Linked DNA regions of Columba livia: region 2 is linked to region 1. Evidence: chromatin contacts called from public Hi-C data. All regions are on one chromosome and are shown on one strand. Each heading gives the region's core, a stretch centred on a gene start, on an enhancer-like site or on the middle of the called end of the contact. The rest is flanking DNA. Distances are from core to core; before and after follow the strand shown.

Evidence for each region. Hi-C and Micro-C count contacts between places; a contact is called where the count stands out from the background.
Region 2: a Hi-C map of crop shows a contact between it and region 1, with 3 times the contacts expected there. The contact joins the promoter of BCL10 here to the promoter of ODF2L in region 1. A contact is called at or near these places in 2 of 2 Hi-C or Micro-C datasets (crop and liver).

The regions. Positions count from the first base shown.
Region 1 is chr8:26,502,178-26,505,846 of bColLiv1.pat.W.v2, forward strand. ODF2L (outer dense fiber of sperm tails 2 like) reads left to right here and starts at 1,788. Exons shown (of 15, transcript XM_021294220.2): 1 at 1,788-2,013; 2 at 2,550-2,664. SH3GLB1 (SH3 domain containing GRB2 like, endophilin B1) reads right to left here and starts at 1,738. Exons shown (of 9, transcript XM_065071188.1): 1 at 1,450-1,738. The coding sequence starts at 1,521.
Region 2 is chr8:26,837,129-26,840,797 of bColLiv1.pat.W.v2, forward strand. BCL10 (BCL10 immune signaling adaptor) reads left to right here and starts at 1,610. Exons shown (of 3, transcript XM_065072653.1): 1 at 1,610-1,696. The coding sequence starts at 1,625.

The sequences.
Region 1 (3,669 bases), core at 538-3,037:
ATTAAGCAGATAGCTAACATAGCTATCTATAGTAAACCAATAATACAGATAGAACATACTGGAATAAACCACAGTTTAGACCACCTTTAAACCATGACAGGCTGCAAAAACCTCATTAGATTTAATGCAATAAGCTGATTTAGATGTAAAAAGTCAAGAAAAAAGAGACAAAAATCACAAGATCCCAACCCCAGAATCTTACAATGAAGGGTGAACTGCATCTCCCTTTTTTCCTTGTCAAGTAATAAAAGGGAAAGGGGTGGAGGCTGGAAAGGAAAAGATGATATAGGAAATATGTAGATCCGAAAGAAGCCGGGGGCGGGGGGAGGAAGCATGGAAGGACCTCTATCACAAAGAGAAGCACAACGACTGCTTTAAGTTCATTTAAATTTGAACAATGTTTTCTGATGAGTCTGCATTTTCAGAGCTCTGCTGTGCTGCTGATCGTCCGTTCTGCTTGAATATTGAGATTTAGGGCAATAGATCAGACCAATCAGATCAGATAACAACTTTAATCACGTTCCAAACCTGACGGTGACCCAGCGAGAATTCATGAGAAAGCAAAGTGGATTACACTACATACACTGCTCGGATGTCCACCTCCCGACAGGAAATCTGTTCAGGTTTGATTATATAAAGAAAGGGGATTACGGTTCAAGACAACAGCTAAGGAACAAAAGCCAATTATAGTGCCCTTAGCGTGAAGGAAGGGGAATACCGATTCAGAAACAATGGGCTATCAAACCAGCTTAAAAACGATACTAAAGCTCAAACGAAACCGAAAAGCCTAAGCAGACACTTTACGTGTCACATCAGAACTCGAATTTCACCGATCAGGCATCAGGACACATTTTTAGCAGCCAGTAAAAACACCAGCTTATTTCAGGAGAGACACACCTTTGTCCTTTCGGTACACAGGTCCGACCGTACCTCCTCGCAGCGGATACCTGCTCAGACTCGTCGTCCTCAGCCCAGGCGCCTTCTCCCCGCTTTGCCTGTCCTGACCTTGGGCTGTCTCAGCGCCCCCCGCCCGCCCCCCAGCCTCAGCTGCTTTGCAACCAGCCTGGGCGAGATCCCCAGGTCCTGCCATGCCCAGAGCCAGCAGGGCACCCGCGGGGAAGGAGCTGCCTTGAGAGCAGGCAGCTCACAGCAGCACGTCGCTGACCGGCCAGGCGAGCGGGCTGGGCTCAGCCCTCGCCAGCGCAGCCGGGCCTGGCGCTCCGTCAGAGCGGGAAGCCCGAGCCGGGCCCAGCCGCCGGCCCAGCCCCTCCCGGCCGCCGCTTCCCGGCCCGGGGAGGAGCCGAGCTCCCCGGCCAACGCCCCGCACCGGGCCCGTCGGCGGCCCCGCGGAGCCAGCCCGCGGCCTCGCCCACCTTCCCCAGCTAGAGTCGCGGCGCGGCAGCGAAGCTCGATCCCGGCGAGGCCTCCACAGGGGCGGGCGGGGCATACCTGCACGGCGCGGCTCAGGAAGGTGCCCGCGTCGGCCGCCAGCTTCTTCACATTGAAGTCCATGATGTTCATCTTCGGCGGGGGAGGGGGCGCTGACTCAGCCCGCACACCCGCGGCAGCGGCGGCCGCTCCGGCCCGTCCCTGTGGACAGCCGCCGGGGGCGGAGCCAGGCCCGGCCCGGCCCGGCGCCGCAGCGGATTGGCCGCGGCCGCGGCGTCAGCCGCAGAGCCCGGATCGGCCGGTGGAGCGGCGGCCCCGCCCCGCCCGGCCCAGCCTCGCGCCGCCGTGAGGGAGCGATGGGCGGGGCTGGGCACGCGACCCCGCCTCAGGGCGCCGCGGCCGCTGCCGCGCGCTGCGGGGCGGGAGCGCCCCGGCGGGTGGGGGAAGGGCGGTGCAAGCAAGTTAGAAGAAAATAGCCTCTAGTTTTAGTAATTTTCATTATTTTAAGTTTCTCATCAGGATTCTTGAATGCTCAAGAGGAAAAGAAAGAACCTTTGACATAGACTAGCAATTGGGGAACGGATTTACAATGTAGCATCATTGGCAACAAACTAATACTCCCAGGTACAAAATGATGGTGGTCATTCGGTCAAGTAATTTACCTCATAATCCAAATACTAAGTAAAGTTTGGGTAAATTTGATAAAGTCAGAGGAAATCCTAGGGCATTATGACAAGAAGTGAATTCCAGAGGAAGGAAATAACTGTAACAATTAATGCAATCTTGCTTACATGCTGGTCAGATTCCAGGAATTAAAACCAAAACAGAGCTTGGGCTGTGTGGAGTTCCCATTGTACCTTTAGTACTGATAAGGAGAGGGCCTGAAAGTGATTGTGTTTATGTGTTTGCTTTGCTTAATATGGTTTACCTTTTTCAGCTTTCATTGTCTCACTTATACACAGCTGTAAAGAGTTTATGTGTAAAAACTACATGGCAAGTTTGTTTCAATCAGTTTAAAATGATTTTCTGATGCTTGGCACTATACCATCATGTAAGAGCTAATCACGAGTTCTTGTGATATCAGTGTAGGATGTGTTAAAAGACAGCAACATCAAATATTTTAGATTTGGACACACAGATGTAATTATTTCACTTCATAGCTCTCTTTGGCACCGAGCATCGGCAGTTCCAATGGATAGAGTTCCACAAAAACACCCAAGGTGCCGACAACTGAGAGCAGAGGTGCCTGACCTTGAAGCAGAGGCACCACCTCAGGTGAGATGTACCCCAATAATGCCTTGGGCAAGCAATATGTTCAGGCTGGAACTGACAACAACCAACATAGTCTAGCTCTTCCCAAAACAAAATACTGCTAGGTCTTCCCTGAAGCTTGCACCCTGCCCATGACATGTGAGCCTCACTTGCCAGAGAGGAAAGTGCTACTTTCTGTGGTATATTGACTGACAGCCTTGACAAACTGCTTTTTCCTTCAAAAAATGGTTAGATACCTCTCCTTTCTGGCATAACATGGGTGGAAGAGTAAGAAGACTCCCATCCTTTAAGTGCTGGTGGGTTAGAGTGTTCTTGTAGGATTTGGAATACCTATTTTTAATTGCTGCTTTCCTAAGGAGCCCTAAACAAAACAGTACTACTTCTTAGGAAAATACCTTAAGGAGATGGTAATTCCACCTTTAGTAGGCAGGCTTTTTGGTATATATGGAGCATTGGATGTGTTTTTTCAGTTCTCACTTTTCACATCCTTCCTCTTTTCATTATATTTTTAAGTAGTCAGAGTGTGAGTGAGAGAAAACTCTTCAGGCTAATGGTTGCTATACTTACCTAAGAGGAAGACTGGTTCCAGTGTATGCTTATATATTTCATATAAAGCCCTAGTCTGGACAATTTTTTTCCCTGTTTTATCCTACAGTGTAAAAATAAATTCTGTTACTGGATGACAACCTGGAACTCCATGCTTCCTGTGTTCCACAGTATTCTCCTACTCTTAAAACACTACTGATTTACTGCCTTTCTTTAAATTCTCATTCTCCACACCATGTAGGCATATAACGTAGTGTTTGGGACAAACTCTGGAATTTTTTTTATTTTGCATCCTAGAAGGAATAGACATTCAGGTGTTAACAGCTGAATCTTGGAGATTCCTGTTTTAAGAGATTACCACGTGCAGGCTGTCTGCCCTGCTTTGTTGGAAGCTTCAGTTCCTGGTTCTAGTAGGAAATGTGGCCCCTCTCTACAGCTGCTATTCAGAGCCAAAAATATTGT
Region 2 (3,669 bases), core at 360-2,859, 330 kb after region 1:
CCCTAAAGCCCTAGAGCATGAAAATGGGAGATAAATACTTGTATTTCATATGTTTTATCCAGAGACACACAGGAAGCTTTAAGAAATTCAAATGAACTGCAGTAAACAAAGGTGTCTTGGTATGCAAATAACACCACAGAAGGATTTGGGTTGTGAGCAAAGGTGTGCTACCAAATTACCAGTGATCAGGTCAGCAGGGCTGGGTGGAAAGGGTGAGGCTGAAGGAGTTTTTGCTGGGCAGAAGTGTCCTCCAGCGCAGTGGCAGGCAGCAGAGATGGTTGGGTGTTTTCTGGCAACCAGTTTGGGGACTGGCTGTGATTTTAACACCCAGCTCTACAGAAATCAGCCTTGTCACCAGGCAAGAACAGTGACTAGTCCTTTATTTTTTAATTTTTCTGGGCAGGACCTCTGCTATCCAGTGCGTTTGTGGAGAAGCTGGGAATGCCAGTCCTGTCAAACAGGTACTGTTGCAGTTAATATCTGAAGCACAACTGCATTAATAAGGCATATCAAACAAAAGGACTTCTCAAAATGTTTGTGAAACTGGTAGTTTTGCCTTACTGAAAGCAAACCCCGGTATGGATTGCTTCTACTTCTATACAAATTACATTCGGCCCTTGGAAGGCAACAGCGAGGCTGATGTGGCCCTCGGTGAAAATTAGTTGGACGCCCCTGTTCTATACGCTTTCGTGTTTCACTGCTGGAAGTGAAGTGTTGAAGACTGCAGCAGTAACCTGAGTTTTACCATTGGCGGCTGAAAACATACTAATTAATTAAGCTTTGTCTTGTGCCCTTTATCTCCAAGATTAGCGGGCTCGGGCGCGGGCCGCGCTGGGCGGCCCCGGGGCGGGACCGGGACCGGGACCGGGACCGGGACCGGCGGCAGCAGCATCTCCAGCGGAACAGCGGCCCCTTCCGGTGCAGAGCCCGAGAGCAGGGGCTGCCCGGCCTTCGGAGGGGTAGGACTGGAGCTGCTGCCGGTTCCGCGGCGCACAGCCCGGCTTGTCCTCAGCCCCGGACAGCCCGCACAGCACCGGGGCTCGGCCACTGTCGGTCCCTCGAACCCGCGGGAACCTCCTGTCACCAGTCCTGCGTCCTAAAGCCGCGGTACAGCGCAGCACCGCCCGGTAAAACGCCGCCGTCCGGCACGGCCTCCGCCGGACGCTGCTGACCCGGGAACGACCGGCCAGCGGTGCCCGCACCCACCCGCTGCCGGACACGGGCTCTAGCGGTGTCAGAACACCCGCGGGAGGCAACCGTGGGCTGCGGACACGGACCGTCGGTACCGCCTGGTGACAGACCTGGAGGGGCAGGGCTGAAACCGCCCCCGCCGGCGGGCGGGCAGCCGGTGCCTCCGCGCCCCGCCCAGACCCGCGGAACCCGATCCCCGCGGCACCACCGGCCGCCCGCGGGGAGTGACGGCCCGCCGCGTCCAGCGCCACTGGGCGGGGCCATGCGCGGGTGGGCGGGGCTACCGTGGGGGCGGAGTGCCTGCCTTGAGTTTCCTTTGGTGACCGGGCGGGCGAGGGGTGGAACCGAGCTCCCGTGGGCGGGGCCCGGGCCGGAAGCGCTGCCGTGGGCGGTTCTCCCCAGCGGCGGCGGTGCCGGTGGAGCGGTTTCCGCTATGGAGGGCCCGGGCTCGGGGGCTGCGGGGCGGCTGCTGACGGAGGACGAGATGGCCGAGGTGAAGAAGGATGTAAGTGGTGGGTCGGGCCGAGAGGCCGGCGTGCCCGTGGCGCGGAGCGGTGGGGTGGGGTTAGGGCCCGGGCGGGGAAGCGGAAGCCCCGTCAGCGCGGGCGCCTGAGGTGGGGAGGCCGGCGCGGAGGCGGGAGGGCCGCCAGGGGCCGCCGGGCCGGGCCGGGCCGGGCCGGAATTCCCCACCGCCTTCTCGCAGGGCGCCCGCGGGGGCGGGCGGGTCACGTGTAGCACGGCCGGGCTGGGCCGCGGGGCGTCCTGCCCAGGGCTCCCCGGGAGCGGCCCCCGCGGCCCAGGCCCCCAGCGGGCATTCCCGCTAAGAGGCTGATAACGATTCGCAAAAACTTGAACCCTGGGGTCCGGTATTCACCTGAAAGTTCAATTTTATTATTTTCCGAGTGTTCCGCTCCCGTGTCGCGTTTCAAGGCCGGAGTAGCGAGGTTTGGGTTCCTGGGTGGCCGTGTGTCCCGCAGAAAGTGCTGGGAAACAGCCCGAGTGCGGGGTAGCTGAGGTGGTATCCAAGGGTCAGCTGCAAATGTGTGTGCTTCTCTTGGTGTCAAGAAGACTCTGTATTGTAGAGCATCACTCTTTCTAATAATTACTGATTTATTTATTTTTTTTAGGCCTTTTGTTCTATAGTTTCCTGATTTTTTACCTTTTTTCCCTCTCCCCTCACTGATGTCTGGAATCTTAGAGAACTCGTCATCTTGATTCAGTCTGGAATTATTTATCTCTGCTAGACTGGGAAGCAAGCAATGTGCAAACCAACCTCAACAAGTGGTCGGTTAATATAACAAACTATTAAAAAGTCACAGTTTATCAATTATTTACTGACCATCCATGCTTCTGTAATTTACAGTGTCTGATGTTTGACTCATTTGGGGTTTTATGTTCCTTTAAAGTATAGTAAAGAATATTTGGACCTTGGTTTTGGTTTCTTACTAGCCATATGCATATATAATTTTCTTTAAATGCTTTGTCATAGCTTTATGAGGTATGTTTTTCAAGTTGTTACTTGCTTCTGTGGAACTTACAGGGTAATACTGTAATAGTTAGCATCTGGTAGTTACACCAAACAAAAGATAAGAGCTACTTAAGTCAGGCTATATGTGTAATATGTATGTCAGTGTGTGTTAGTGTCTGAGTTCATGACTGCATCTCACAGAAGTGCATTTGAGGCACTTCAGCCCTTAATCTTATAGGGTCTCCCATAGTAATTGGAGGACTTGATGGAAACCTAGTATGTAGAAATAAATGACATTAGTTTTATCATCAAAATACAGTCCATTAAATCTGACTTCACAGCTTTTATTTCTCATATTTTAAATGTTGTGGCTTCCTGAGGCAAAGCGATGATTTGATGTAAACTCACCTGTTTCGAAATTTTTCAAGTGTCTTTGATAGCATTGTGTTACCAGAGGTTCTAGGTATGTGATGTGTCAGCACACCTCAGAAACTGAACCTGCAGGGATAACTTGGTCTGGGTAAACTTGTCTTGAGGAGGAATTATAAAGGTTGGAGTCTTACATTTGAGAGTTGGGAAGTGAGCCGAATAAAATCATTGATGTAGAGCAAAGTATATTTAAAGCTTGTGTTCTAATGTGTTTACTCTTTCTGTCCCTCATGAACTGTTAACCTGTGAGGACAGTGTGGAGGGGAATTCAGAACTGATACACTTCGTACGGTGAAGGACTCATTACAGGAAGATGTTAGTCAAAACACAATAGTCTTTCTATTGAATAACAACTCACTTTATTCTTCTACTGTTGAAACATTGACTGACTCTTATGTTTCAGAGTTTGTTGATTGACCTGTCTGGTGGTAGGATGAGATTTCCATAAGAACTGAAGGAATCTCTATTGCCCACTACATTCATAAACATTCAGGCGTGGGCTTGTTGCAGTTGGACACATGAGATGTATTCCAGAGCCACCTAAATTGATATAAGGCTTCTAAATAAATGGAAAGATTGGC